Regions from separate parts of the Macaca mulatta genome. Here region 2 is linked to region 1. Evidence: chromatin contacts called from public Hi-C data. All regions are on one chromosome and are shown on one strand. The core of a region is the stretch at or near the end of the contact, and the rest is flanking DNA. Distances in the headings are between cores, read along the strand shown.

Region 1 (6,575 bases), core at 2,426-4,925:
ATGCAGATAGTTGGATCCCAGGACGGTGAGGTCTGAGTGGCCATACTTATTGTCAAAGGCAAGGTGGATATGGCTGCTGTTATGAACAGTGGTGTCAAAATGTCAGCCAGAATAGTCGAACTCACAGGGACCTTTGGCACTGTCTAGTTCATCATGATGTCCCTAGAAAAGAAGTAGATAAGCAATCTACTAAATTCTGACTTGATCTGTGCAAGCAGAGTTCCATGTTGTATAATTAGACGTCTAACTTGAATTAGCAAAATAGAGAGTAACAGTCCCTCAATTATTTCCCAGACATGAGCTAGGTTATATACCCCAAACCCATTAAATGATGGGGAGGTTGGATCTCCTTGAGGAAGAGCCCTACTACACTGTCAAAAATGTACACTGTTCATCTTTCTCTCAGTGGTCTCCAAGGGGACCTGTGGCCACTTACCACGGTGACTGTGCATTGAGGAAAGTCATCCTGGTAAGTGGCCATACGTATGGCCAATGGAATTCACTTGTAGGAAATCAAAGGGCTCCAAGAGCAGGCGTTCAGGGTGTTCATCGCCCTGATCTCTCCCTGTTGAGTGGTTCCAATGTGTCCCTGTTCCTCCACCAAAGGTTACAGCCTGTCATTAGCCTCCCCTAATGGCATCAGCTCCCGCTCCCGCTCGCTCCAGGTGCCGCGCCACTCTTCATCAGTTTCCCTTAACCCTGATCACAGCTTTATAAATAACCCCACTTCAGCCAGGTGCGGTGGCTCATGCCTGTAATCCCAGCACTTTGGGAGGCCGAGGCAGGAGGATCATGCGGTCAGGAGATCGAGACCATCCTGGCTAACATGGTGAAACCCCGTCTCTACTAAAAATACAAAAATTATCTAGGCATGGTGGCACGTAGCTGTCACCCCAACTACTCAGGAGGCTGAGGCAGGAGAACCACTGGAACCCAGAGACAGAGGTTGCAGCAAGCCAAGATCACGCCACTGCACTGTAGCGTGGGTGACAGAGCGAGACTCCAACTCAATAAATAAATAAATAAATAACCCCACTTCATGACACTCTCAATTACCCCATTTCTTCTTCCTGGTCATGCAAGCAGGAAATCACCTCGTGGGGAGCTTCCATAATTCTTAGCAGTTTCTTTGTAGATACAAAACTTTCTGTACTCCCACCTCCCATAAAAGCTGTTTAGTGTGGTTGTGTTCACACCCTGGACTATGATCTTGCTTGGGACAGAATGCATATCTGGGTCACTCTTAAGTTTCCTCATTGTATTTTGATATTGTCAGCATGTGAGGTGGTCTATTAATATCTGTTCCATGAATGACTGAATAAATGAATCAATGCTTTATTAAATGATAAGTCTATAGTCTGTTGGGTTCGCCGACGCCGGCCATCAGTGCCATGTTGCCACAGGTGTCCTGTGGCAAAGCAGTTTTTCTTGGTCCATTCAAATTGGGACGGGAAGCAGACATTTTTGTAGAATACACCTCCCCGGGCAGAAATGGAATTGCCTCCCTGTGGTGTGTGGATGGAGAAATGTCCTCGCATCGTGGTTTCAAGTCCTGGTTTGACTGCCCCGCAACCTGGCTTAGACACAGGAGCTGCTCTTCAACTGTTTCTCTTTTTTTGTATATTTTGTGAAATTTTTTTCTTCAGAATTTTGCCACCATGTCTTTCCATTCATTATAAAAATATTATATGTCGTGTTTGCCGGAGGAGATCTAAAACAAAACAATAAAAACCATAGTGCTCAGCTCAGTGCACAGGAGCTCCTGCCGTCTACTCGCTGGGCAGTGGTGGAGGCTGGCGCTTCCCAGGGTGAGGATTCTGTTTCCCATCAGTAGGGTTTGTCATCTGTGAAATTCTTTTTACCTCTGGGCAGCACAGAGCCTCTGGGAAACTCTCTTCCCCCCACTTTCTCTTAACTAACTCAGGCCATCCACAGCTTTGACTGGTCCCTGTGGGATGGGGCCACAGTTCTAACCACTTTCTGCTGGCATCTCAAGGGGCATGGAGGGAAAATGGCAGGTCCAATGGATGAGCCTTGGTAGGAAGAGGATGCTGGAGGTGGGGATGGGGGGAGGTGGCCTGAATGGATCACCAGTCCCAGGAACCTTGGCATGGAGGAAAAGCAATGCCACTCTTGTGGGAAAATTCAAACCCTGCTACCTCTGGAGTCAGACGGTGGGTAGCGGTGGGGACGGACACTTCCCCTCATCACACGCCTCCACCCCATTGCTCTAGGGGCAAGCTGAGCATTCAGCCCGGTGTCGGGCAGGACCTGAGGGACTGTGGGGAGCTGCTCTTCCTTCTGCGGTCAGGAATACGTGTCCCCGGGGATGCAGCAAGAAGCACATAATCTCAAAATGCAGCTATGCATACACATCACCGTGCAAACCATTTGCTTTCTAGTGCCTGCTCATGGTGAGTGCCTCTGTGCCTGAGCTCCCTCATCTAGAGGCCTAACCAAAATATTTAACAACTGGTGTAGACAGGCACTGACCGGTCAAAATGACCACCACTGAAGCAGAGCCTTGGAGGGCCACAGCTATGCCAGGCACTAACCCTTCATTTGCAGGAGCACAGAGAAGATCAGGAGGTCAGTGGGAAGCTCAGGGAAGGCTTTCAGTATTCTAACAAGCAGGGCAGCTGTGTCAGTGTGAATGAGCTGATATCAGCCCTGCTCTCACTCTCCTTTGTGGCTTCAGCCCTCCTCGCCCCCTTAGATTTGTGTTTTTCCTTTCTTTTGTAAATCCATATTTCTATTTACCAATCTTTCAGCCAGAGCCCTCAATATGGGGACAGGTCTGGCCTAACTGCAGTGGCCTTGAGAGGCAACCCTGGCCCACCCAGGGATCCCCAAACCTGGCTGTGCATCAGAATCACCCAGGCTGTGCCTAAAACCCATGGCCCAGGTCCTGTGTGCTTTGACAGAGCAGGCCAGGGGATGCCGAAGCACGACCAGGGTTGCAGCTTCCGCCCTCCTCCTAAACCGGATCAGCAGGAAGCCCTGGGGGCAGCGTGAGTTCAAACACCCGCAGGTTCTTGGAAGGAAGGCCATGCCGGCACTACTCACGATGGTCGTTTCTTCCTGATGTATGAGGCCAAACCAAGCAGCAACAGCACGGTGGCCGTGAGGATGACCGCCCCTGAGATGGCGGCGATGATGGTGTTCCTCTGCAGGAAATGCAGAAGCTGCCTGCAGGGCATAGTCCTAAAGTGAGCATCTAAATGAGAAGACACAGCGCAGAGTGAACAGAGATCCCCGCTGGGCCCCCCACCACCAGGACGAAACCTGCAAGGGACACCTGTTCATTCCATTCATAACAGAATAAAAACCTTGGCGTCTTAGCCACCGGTTCCAGAAGTCTTCTTGGGAAGGAACTGGCTGTTTGGGGAAATGCATTCATCTGCTATTTGGCGATAAGATGAGATGCTTTTGGGAGGTGGAGATGAGACACTGAGGGTATGGGCTGGCACGCAACAAAGCAACCAGAAATAAAGTTCCACAGACCAGTTTGTAAGAGGTAAAGAGAAGAACAGAGGAGAGCTCAGGTGGGTGACAGGAGGCGGGGGCACTAGAGGAGGTTGAGAAATCCTACTGCAAAGGCTTTGAAGAACAATGGAGACAAATATTCCGTTTGCAGCTTTTCATAGGCAGTGATAGAACCTCTTCTCTGCTGCCCCTCCTCTGCCCCCTGGCCTCAGGAAGGGGTACTGCATACACAGTCCACCTCGTGGGTGTAGGTTTGGGGGACCTCACGTCTGCACCAGCACGAGGCAAACACAACGCCACGGATGATCCTGAACTCCTGAGCCCCTCTGAGGACTTACAGAAAGTGTGAGAGTGGATGGGAATACCGCTGAGCACGGGCTGGGGAAAACACGGCAGTCTTAGCTAGATCTCAAAGCAAGGAGATCTCAGCCCACATCAGCATCCATTTATAATGTGACCAAAAAAGAAAACGACATCAGGGAAATCGGGCATGGAGGTAGGATCCCAGGTATCGGCTGGTTTCCTGTGGAGAGCTGTCCAGGGCAGCTGGTGATGTAGACACGGGGAGTGCTCAGCAAGGGTCTTCTTGGTGATGGGGAGAAAATAGGGCATGTCCAGCCTCCCACCTTCAGCTCTGCTATGCCAAGGGGCAGCGTGTCCAGCAGCTCAAAGGCTCTGCTGCAATAATTCGGCATTTAGTTTCTAAGCATTAGGAAGTGACAACCAGGTATAATTTTGACAGGGAGTGGCAGTGTGGAGGGGTGTACTGCGCTTGGTGCCAGCATGGGTAAGTTTCTGCCCACTCTAAACAGGTCTGGGCACAGGGATGAGCAGGGGTGAAGCCCTGGCTGTGCAGAAACAATATAAAAGTAGCATCTTTTTGGAAGAGTGGTGAAATTCCTGGAGTTCGGTTGTTTGTTTGTTTGTTGTTTTTTAGATGGAGTCTCGCTCTTATTGCCCAGGCTGGAGTGCACTGGTGCGATCTCAGCTTACTGCAGCCTCCACCTCCTGGGTTCAAGTGATTCTTGAACTGCCTCAGCCTCCCGAGTAGCTGGGATTACAGGCACCTGCCACCACGCCCAGCTAATTTTTTCTTTTGTATTTTTAGTAGAGACGGGGTTTTACCATGTTGGCCAGGGTAGTCTCGAACTCCTGGCCTCAGGTGATCCGCCTACCTTGACCTCCCAAAGTGCTGGGATTACAGGCGTGAGCCACCATGCCCAGCCTCTGGAGTTGGTTTAATTCATAAATTTTAACTGCAGATTGTATTCACGGCAGATTTATTTCACTTTTGTGGGTGAACTAAAGGTGTCAGTTAAAATACCATGAAAGGCAAAAGACACATTCAGAAGTTGTCTGTATTTAAGCATCATACTTGGTTTATACCATATAGGTTCCCACCTGGTTTAGCTGCCCCTTGAAGTGTTTCTTTATCTACAGTAGTTAACTGCTCTCTTAAATCCCTGTCGGACAGAGAGGATTCTTTAAACCTCTTCTCCTCTGAAAGGTGATCTACAAAAGATAAAATGTGTTCATCTACAAACAACCACGGCCTGTGATTACTTCAGCATTTATGATAAAAGTAGCTTCTTCTAGACTCAAAGTGAGGCGTTAGGGAGGATTTGGGGGAAAAGTCTAAATAAAGCCTACAGAACCTCAGCGTTTTGGTGTTTTTTTGTTTCTGTTTGCTTTTTAAAAAATCTAACAAATTCCTGGGCAACCCACCCACAGCTGAGGCAGCATTTCTTACACTTAAGTGTGCATCTGAATCACACTGGGAGGGCTTTTGAAAACACAGATTCCCAGGCCCCACCCCAGAGTTTCTGATTCCGTAGGTCTGGGGTAGGCCTGGGAATGTGCATGTCTCACAGATCCTGAAAGATGCTGCTTCTGTGGGTAGAGGACCACGCTTAGAGGACCCAAGTGAGAACCTCTCTAAGCCCCAACCTACTTCTCCACTTGCATAAAATAGAGATAGTAAGACCTACCTCACAGATTGTATAATGTTCATGAAAATAATTTTGAAACCACAAAGTACTATAAAAATTTTCTTGAGTTGCAAGGACAAGAGAGGAAAATTAACCACACTGAAATACTCAGGTATTGGTAGACGGATTGCAGAAGAGTTTAATAGAAAGAAGACAGTCGAAAATGAGACATATGGCCGGGCGCGGTGGCTCAAGCCTGTAATCCCAGTACTTTGGGAGGCTGAGGCGGGTGGATCACGAGGTCAGGAGATCGAGACCATCCTGGCTAACACAGTGAAACCCCATCTCTACTAAAAATACAAAAAAAATTAGCCGGGCGAGGTGGCGGGCACCTGTAGTCCCAGCTACTTGGGAGGCTGAGGCAGGAGAATGGCGTGAACCCGGGAGGTGGAGCTTGCAGTGAGCGGAGATCGCGCCACTGCACTCCAGCCTGGAGGACAGAGCAAGACACCGTTTCAAAAAAAAAAAAAGAAAAGAAAAAAGAAAAGAAAATGAGAAATATTTGCATCCTAGCTTTGCCCTTTGGTGCCTGACTCGTTGGCATATGGGACCTGTCAAAGGGCCTGAGTTTAGCTTGGAGAAAATTGGGAGGCCAGCATGGCCTGCCTGTCTTTGCCAGATGCAGGATGGCCTGGGAAGAGGCTGAGAGATGTTTGGAGAAGCTGTGGGGAACAAACTAGAACCAATGGGTAGGCGCTCCAGGGAAATCTGTTTGGACTGTTTAGCGGTTAGAAAGTGAGCTATCAAGAAGGGAATGGGAAAGGATGAGAAGTAATGAATCTCACACCCTAGAAGACTTCAAAGCAGGCTGGAGCCCCCAGCCCCAGATGGGAGACCTCCAAGGGCTGGAAGGGGGGCAGGGCAGCTTTGGATGAGCTTGGTAAATCTTCCTTGGCCTCGTTCACAGAGAGAGAGAGAATTGTCGCAGTAAGAGTTTGCGGCCAGCCTGGGGAACATAGCAAGACCTCATGTCTACTAAAAACTAAAAAAATAAAAAAATTAGCCAGGCATGGTGGCACACACCTGTAGTCCCAGCTACTAGAAAGGCTGAGATAGGCAGATGGCTTGAACTCGGGAGATCAAGGCTGCAGAGAGCTATAA
Region 2 (6,575 bases), core at 2,693-5,192, 750 kb before region 1:
TCCCCTGATGAGTTTCTGAGAACACGATTTCCAGGGGACCCTAATGGGGGTTCTGTGTAGGATGAGGTGAGTGGTCAAATGAGGCTGGGGGCTCTGGTTCAAGGGTTTTCTCCTCCTGCAAGGCCTCCTGGACTCCGCAGAGGCTGTTAGAGCATGTAATGCTCCCCTAAGAGCAAACACTTTCTTCAAGGAACAGTTCACAGGGATGACGTTCCAGGCCACTTGTGCTGCATCCAAACAGGATGGAGCAAAGCAGAGGCTTCCTGCCTGGCCCCAGCAGGCACAGGAGGCCCTGTCTTCTTTTCCCCTCCTTACCTTCTCCCTCTGTCTGCTGGCTCCTGGCTGCCCACGTTTGCCTGGGTATTGCTTTCTTGGCTGGACACCTCCTTAAGCTCAGCTCCACGGGAACGATCAGGAAAAGGGTCCAGTCCCTGGTCGTGGTGGTGCACGTGCCTGACAGCCCACCTGCGCAGCCAGAAGATGAGGCGCGAGAGCCTGGAAGGCGACACAGGCACTGAGCCAGACGGAGAGGAAAAGCCCCCCACACCTCCAACCCCCAGTCCTTCCCTCTCTCTCTCTCTGCCTCGAGGGGTGGGGCAGAAGCAGTGATGGCCGGCAGGGCGTGGGTGCTGGGGGCCCTGTGGTCTTCGTTTTCATCTCCGTCCCATGGGGAGCGTGTATCCCCTTCTCCCTCCAGCCTGCAGTCAGGGGCAGGCTTCCCCAGAAAGGGACACTCTATTACCATTTGTCCTTGTAGCACTTGGACTCTGCCTAAGGCATGATCCTTCAAACGGGCAATTAGCTCACTCCTTTTGCCCAGTGGAGAGCTCTTTGTAATGACTGCCAAGCACAGGAAGAGTAAAGCAATGCGGGTTTCAAACAAGGACAACATCGAGAGCAAGGTTATTTATTTATTTATTTAGAAGTTCCTGAGATCTGATAGAGCAAGGCTTAAAGGAACAGGCATCCAGGCACAGCCTGGAGTCTTTTCCAAGCTTTTATCTTATTGGTGTGTTCTTGTACAAACTAGAGTTTTCTCCCCAGGCCTGGGAGGTTCCTCTGCAACTTGCCCTGGGCCCCCTCCCGGAGCCGGCCCTGCCTGGAGCTTGCAGTAATAACACCTGCGACCGTAGTACCGGCCCCCAGAGCTCATCTGAGTCGCACGGGCCTGAGAGGTGCCTTCCCTCCACCCTGCCTGCTGCTGCTGGTGTCTCTGCCAGAGGGGAACAGCGGGTGACAGGCCCGGAGACTCCATTCTGTTTCTCAGCTTCTGGTTTCCCTGATTTGCCAAATCCCTGATTTGGCATCTGCAGTGCCCTCCCCTGGACGGGGTGTCCCCAGCCAGAGTCAGTACTGAACAACCTGGAACTAAGCCACGAATTGTCACATACCTTGACCCTAATCACACACTTATGACCTTAGCCTAAGGGAATACACTGACTAAGAAAATATCCCAGTAGGCAGATGCTTACAGCTGCTGCCGCAGACGTATTTGGAGGTATCTGCCCAGCCCAGCCTCTCTGCTGCAGATAATTCCTGCACCCACACCCTTCCTCTGCCGAGAGGGTGGAACAAAGGTCATACTCCCTCCTCCAGCCTCAGACAATGGGACTAGGACAGACAACGGATGCACAGAGAGCCACTCAGGCCTCTGAACTGAGAGCCACTTGAAGACGGGGTTGGGTGTTTCAACTCATGGTCACATGAGAAAGGCTGTTTTCAGCCTTGTGCCGGCTGATATGGGAACAGAAAGAGCCAGAACGGAGGGGACATGCAGAAAGAAGCACAAAGACCATGAAACTCCATGAGAAAATGGGAGGGGGAAGGTGGCTACCTCCTCAGGTCCCCTTCTGCGAGCCCCACGGGCTCTGTTTCCCTGAGATAGCTTGCGTTGCTAGCTTACAACACACCCTGTGTCAGCCCTGCAGAGCTGACTTACAGGTGTTCTCTTTTTCCCTTTATGAACAAAGAACCTTAAGACAGCTGTTTATTAGTAAAATGCGAACACTGAACATCACTTACATGCCCAGCTACAATGGACTAGTTAATAAACAACGGTGGAGCAGTAGCCTTCATAATGAAAAGCATGAAGAATAAATAGATAATGTGAATTTCTTTTGCGATAATCTGAAGTAAAAAGTGTAGAACATATGACTATGTAGAACTCTGGCATTGGAAAAAACCACGTGGTGGAGGGAAATAATGAGCCTGGTGTTTGCCGGGCACCTGCCGTGAGTCAGTGCTTGGCTCTGAAGCAGCTTTCAAGCCACCTGTGGGGTAGGCACTGGTAGATGCATTTTTAGAGGAGACTTGAAAAGGCTAAATGACTTCCTCAGGATGGGGCAGCTGTTGAAGCTGGAGTACGGATGTTATCAGAGGGAGGCAGAGCTTGGAGTCTTACTAATCTTGCAAACAAATGCTTTTGCAGGGACACCTGCCCTGGGGTCCAGACGAGCACTCGGGAGACCCTGCCAGCGCTATTTCAGACCTCATCGCCATCACCCTCAGCACACCACCGCGTCCACCGAATCCAAGCTCTCCCACGGCTGGCTGCTCTTACCACCTTCTCCGGTTGGCTTTTGCTCTGAAATCTTCCAAACCTGAGCAAGCACCTCAATGTCAGTTTTCATTAAGCAATTTCAGATAAAGGCAGTTTTCCTTAGACTTTTCTGAACTCAGAACAGCTGACCCAAGAGGAAATGACTCACTGAGAGTTTTCAGGCTGCTCTGCTCCTGACCCTTTCTTTTCCAGATCTTCAGCTCCACCCCCATCTAGCCCTTCTTCTGAAGAGGTCACTACCTTCTTTCTGCCACAGCGTCCCCCAGGCCAAGGTAGGGACTGAAGCCGGTCGGTTACCTGGCAAGCTCCTGGCCGGTGAAGGAGCCCTGCCCGGACTCAGCCAGTCCTCCGGTCTCCACGGTGATCCCCGGCTGCAGCGCTGACGATGTCTCCTCGCCTGGCGAGTGGGCTCTAGGAAATCAGATATGCAGCAAGTGGGACTGATTTCAAGCCCATCCGCCTCCTGGACACAGCCAGGAGTGAGACGGTCAGATGTTCTGCTTAACAGAGAAAGCCGCCCTCAGAGATCCTCATCCCAGGGGCTCCCCACTTCCCTTTGCCTCCTGCAGATGGATTCTGGCTTTTGGTATAAACGTGGCCTTTCCTTTACAGCAAAGAAGGCAGCTACTGTCCAGGGCTAGGTGAAGGGATGGGGAGGTGGCAGTACATGATGGCCTGGCCCTCATCAAAGCACTGGGTGGGGAGAGGTCCCGGGGCTTTGCCATTTCAAGCCAAAGCAGCTGCTTCCATAAAATGACTCCAGAACGAGGATTTTGGTTCCAACGCTTCTCGCCTACTGAATTTCATCTTCTGAGGCCAGATTGAATACCCGCTCCTTAGGGGTCTTCCTGAGCCTCCCTTCCTACTGCGTGTGCTGCAGCCACACTGCCTAGGCAGTTGTTTGTGGGCTTGTCTGGCAGCCTTCCTGGGAACCCACTGGTTAACACGAAGGCCCTGGAATATTGCGCAGAACTGGCCTAGCCCTCTACACGCAGTTCAAATAATTTGTACAGTGCTTTCAAATGGGACTCCACTTCCCCTAGTCCCTTTTGCCAAACACTAGGCTCTCTCTCCTGCAAGGCAGAGGTAAGGTGTGGTGACCCCCTTGTGCAATCCATTGTGGAAAGTGTGATCCCGGAAAGGACAGGTGCCCGAAACTCCATACAAGCACCAGTCACACCAGCGGAGTCTGGTTGAATTGCCTGGAAAAAAACTAGGAATGTGTCTGGGAATATTTGCCTTTCTTTTAAACCCCCTTGGGCTGAAGTTTGATCAGCCTGATTAAAAGGCAGCCAGGCATTAGCCTCTAGGGATTTGCACTTCAGTCTATGAATCTTGAGGAGCCCAGGCAAGACAAATTAATTCTATCACGTGACCTGTTCCAACCTCATTAGCCTTCTTAACAAGGAGGCAAGAATTAACACCAGGGAAAAGCTTCAGTCTCTCCCTGGTGATTGATTAGAAGTCAGAGTCCTTGAATCCCGGTGGCCGGGCTGCTGCTTCTCCTACAGATTCCTCCCTGCCTTCTCCAGCAGCAGGGAGTTCACTCCTGTGCCCCGGTCTGTCTGGGCCGTCTCTTGACTGCCCCACCTGCCCACAGATTCTTCCCTCCCTCGGCCTCCCCACATTGAGGCTATGGTCTCTGCTGGAACCACAGGGAGTCGGGTAGCTTGATCTTCTACCTTCAATGACCAGAACCTGTGCGACTTGTGGGTTTGCAGGCCAGAACCCCCAGCTCACCCAGCCATTCCTCCTTGTGGTCAAGTCCCTTCCTTGTCATGGTCCTTCTCCCATGAACAAGTTCCTGGGGTCTTGCTTGACTGGGCAGGGAGACTGAGGCCACCCTGCTGTGACTGGAACCCACTCTGGGAAGCCCTTTGTTGCTTTGTGTGTTTTGGGTGGTTTTTGATGGTCACCAGCTACCATCAGCGAAAACCCAAAGCAGTCCTGTAACACGGGCTGCTGCCAGCCAGAGGACCCCGGCTTGTGCATGTGCAACTGATTTTTTTGGAATTAAGTACTGGACCTTCCCATTGATCCGAGTCTCTCGATGTGTTGGAAGCCTTGGTATGCAGAGAACACACTCACCTTTCCTTCCAACACCATTCTACTCACAAACACAATACACAAACTACATGCCATTGAGTGGCTCTTTACTGTATGCCAGCCACGTACATTTTATCATTGCATCCACACAACAACCCTGTGAGAGAGGAAATGGAAATTCAGAAATGTTAGGCAACTTCACTGAGGTCCCACAGCCAGGTGGTACAGCCGAGATTCCAATGTTATTCCATCCCATTTCAAAACCTGCTGTCATCCATGCCATGAAGCTGCCCTATATTTTCATATATGGCACAGATGAAAATGAAATTAAAAGGATGGCTGAGGACTGCGCCCCGTGGCGTGCCACTAGAGACATTGCTCTAATCCATACAGCTGCACCATAGGCATGGCTCTTTATTTTCAAACCATCTGATTGAATTCTCCCCTTATACGCATAAGAAACCCGCTCTCGTCTCATTTGCGTGCACGTGAAAGACCCTGTCAGAGGCCCTGCTGCAGTCCAGAAGCTACGATTCCCTTTCCCTCTTCATATTCTGTATACTATAAAGGTAGGATGCATGTTCCAATGCACCTAGGTTGGTTGCAGGAGGAGGTGGCAGAGGTCCTTGGATTCGAGCAGATGGCATGGGGGTGGTGGTGTGGCAGCAGACAGCTGGGCGGGGGCCCTGTCACAGCCTGTGTGCCTGGAAGATCTGGAGGCAATCCCAAGGATGGAGGTGTTCTGCTGCCACCAGCAGCTCCTCAGGGAGCTCTAGGCACCAAGCAGTCGGCCCAGCGTTTTAGCGTAGTCTGGTTCCTGCTAATTGCATGAGGGCACATCCTGAGACCAGATTTATTTGCATTTGCGGCAAAGGAATTGGATGACATCAGAGCTGGTGGGTGGGTGAGGAGGGCAAAACCCACCCAGGATTGCAAAGCAGACCTGCAACCAGCAGCAGTGAGAGCTGCTGCATGTGGACGGGATCTATGATGCCCACTCAGGGGGAGGAGGCAGAGTGGAAAGGTGTCAGGTCCTGGTTGGAGTCTCTGCTCCAGCACCTGCAGGCTGAGTGTTCTGCTGACTGGTCACTGACTCTCTCTGGGCTTAAGTTTCCTGATCTTCACAAAGCAAATAAAGCGAAAGTTGGCAATTTCATGTGGATTTCAGTGACCAGAAAGGCACAACTGTCCGTGAAGAACAGGGAGAGCCTTACATGATGCAAGCTCCAGGGGCCTGATGGGGGTGCCCATTTCTTCCCTATGCCTTGCCCCACTTCCTTTTTTTTTTTTTTTTTTTTTTTTGAGACATTGAGACGGAGTCTTACTCTGTCGCCCAGGCTGGAGTGCAGTGACCAGATCTCAGCTCATTGCAAGCTCCGCCTCCCGGGTTTATGCCATTCTCCTGCCTCAACCTCCCGAGTAGCTGGGACTACAGGTGCCCGCCACCTCACCTGGCTAGTTTTTTGTTTTTTTGTATTTTTTAGTAGAGATGGGGTTTCACCATGTTAGCCAGGATGGTCTCGATCTCCTGACCTCGTAATCCGCCCGTCTCGGCCTCCCAAAGTGCTGGGATTACAGGCTTGAGCCACTGCGCCCGGCCGCCCCACTTCCTTCTCAATGCCTGAAATTCTGTTAGATCAATGTCTTTCTTTTAGCTCCAGAGCTCTACCTATGTTAAATGCCTGGGGGTGTTTACATAGTAAACCTCATTAATTACTTCTCCCAGAAACTGATTTTACCAGGCAGATGGAGGGGAGGTGGGAAGAGAGGAGAGGAACTGATGTCTGAAATGACATTTGGAGTCCCCAAGGACACACAGGTACCAAAAAAAGGGAGATACTTTGGCAACTAATGCAAGAGTGGTAACTAGAGTCTCCCTGGGAAATGAGAGTCTTGGGGCCAGGCTCTGTCCTGCCTGTGGCTGGTGGAAGGGCCTGGGGCAGTGGCTTGACAGGACCTCAGTCTCTGT

Evidence for each region. Hi-C and Micro-C count contacts between places; a contact is called where the count stands out from the background.
Region 2: a Hi-C map of fetal cortex germinal zone shows a contact between it and region 1, with 2.5 times the contacts expected there. The contact joins two enhancer-like sites. A contact is called at or near these places in 4 of 14 Hi-C or Micro-C datasets (cortical neurons, fetal cortex germinal zone, fetal cortical plate and 1 more).

What each region holds. Positions count from the first base shown.
Region 1 is chr13:5,739,556-5,746,130 of T2T-MMU8v2.0, reverse strand. C13H2orf92 (chromosome 13 C2orf92 homolog) reads right to left here. Exons shown (of 11, transcript XM_028832198.2): 9 at 4,888-4,998; 10 at 3,067-3,217; 11 at 1,314-1,711. The coding sequence ends at 1,579. Among named protein-coding and RNA genes, the nearest start is that of ZAP70, 15 kb to the left of the region's middle. Within about 2 kb of position 3,675, at least 12 of the 40 cell types and tissues checked have an H3K27ac peak or open chromatin away from gene starts, as enhancers often do. A contact at or near this core is called in fetal cortex germinal zone, where this site is marked.
Region 2 is chr13:6,486,073-6,492,647 of T2T-MMU8v2.0, reverse strand. CNGA3 (cyclic nucleotide gated channel subunit alpha 3) reads right to left here. Exons shown (of 8, transcript XM_001101944.5): 3 at 2,858-2,971; 4 at 316-495. Among named protein-coding and RNA genes, the nearest start is that of INPP4A, 57 kb to the left of the region's middle. Within about 2 kb of position 3,942, at least 6 of the 40 cell types and tissues checked have an H3K27ac peak or open chromatin away from gene starts, as enhancers often do. A contact at or near this core is called in fetal cortex germinal zone, where this site is marked.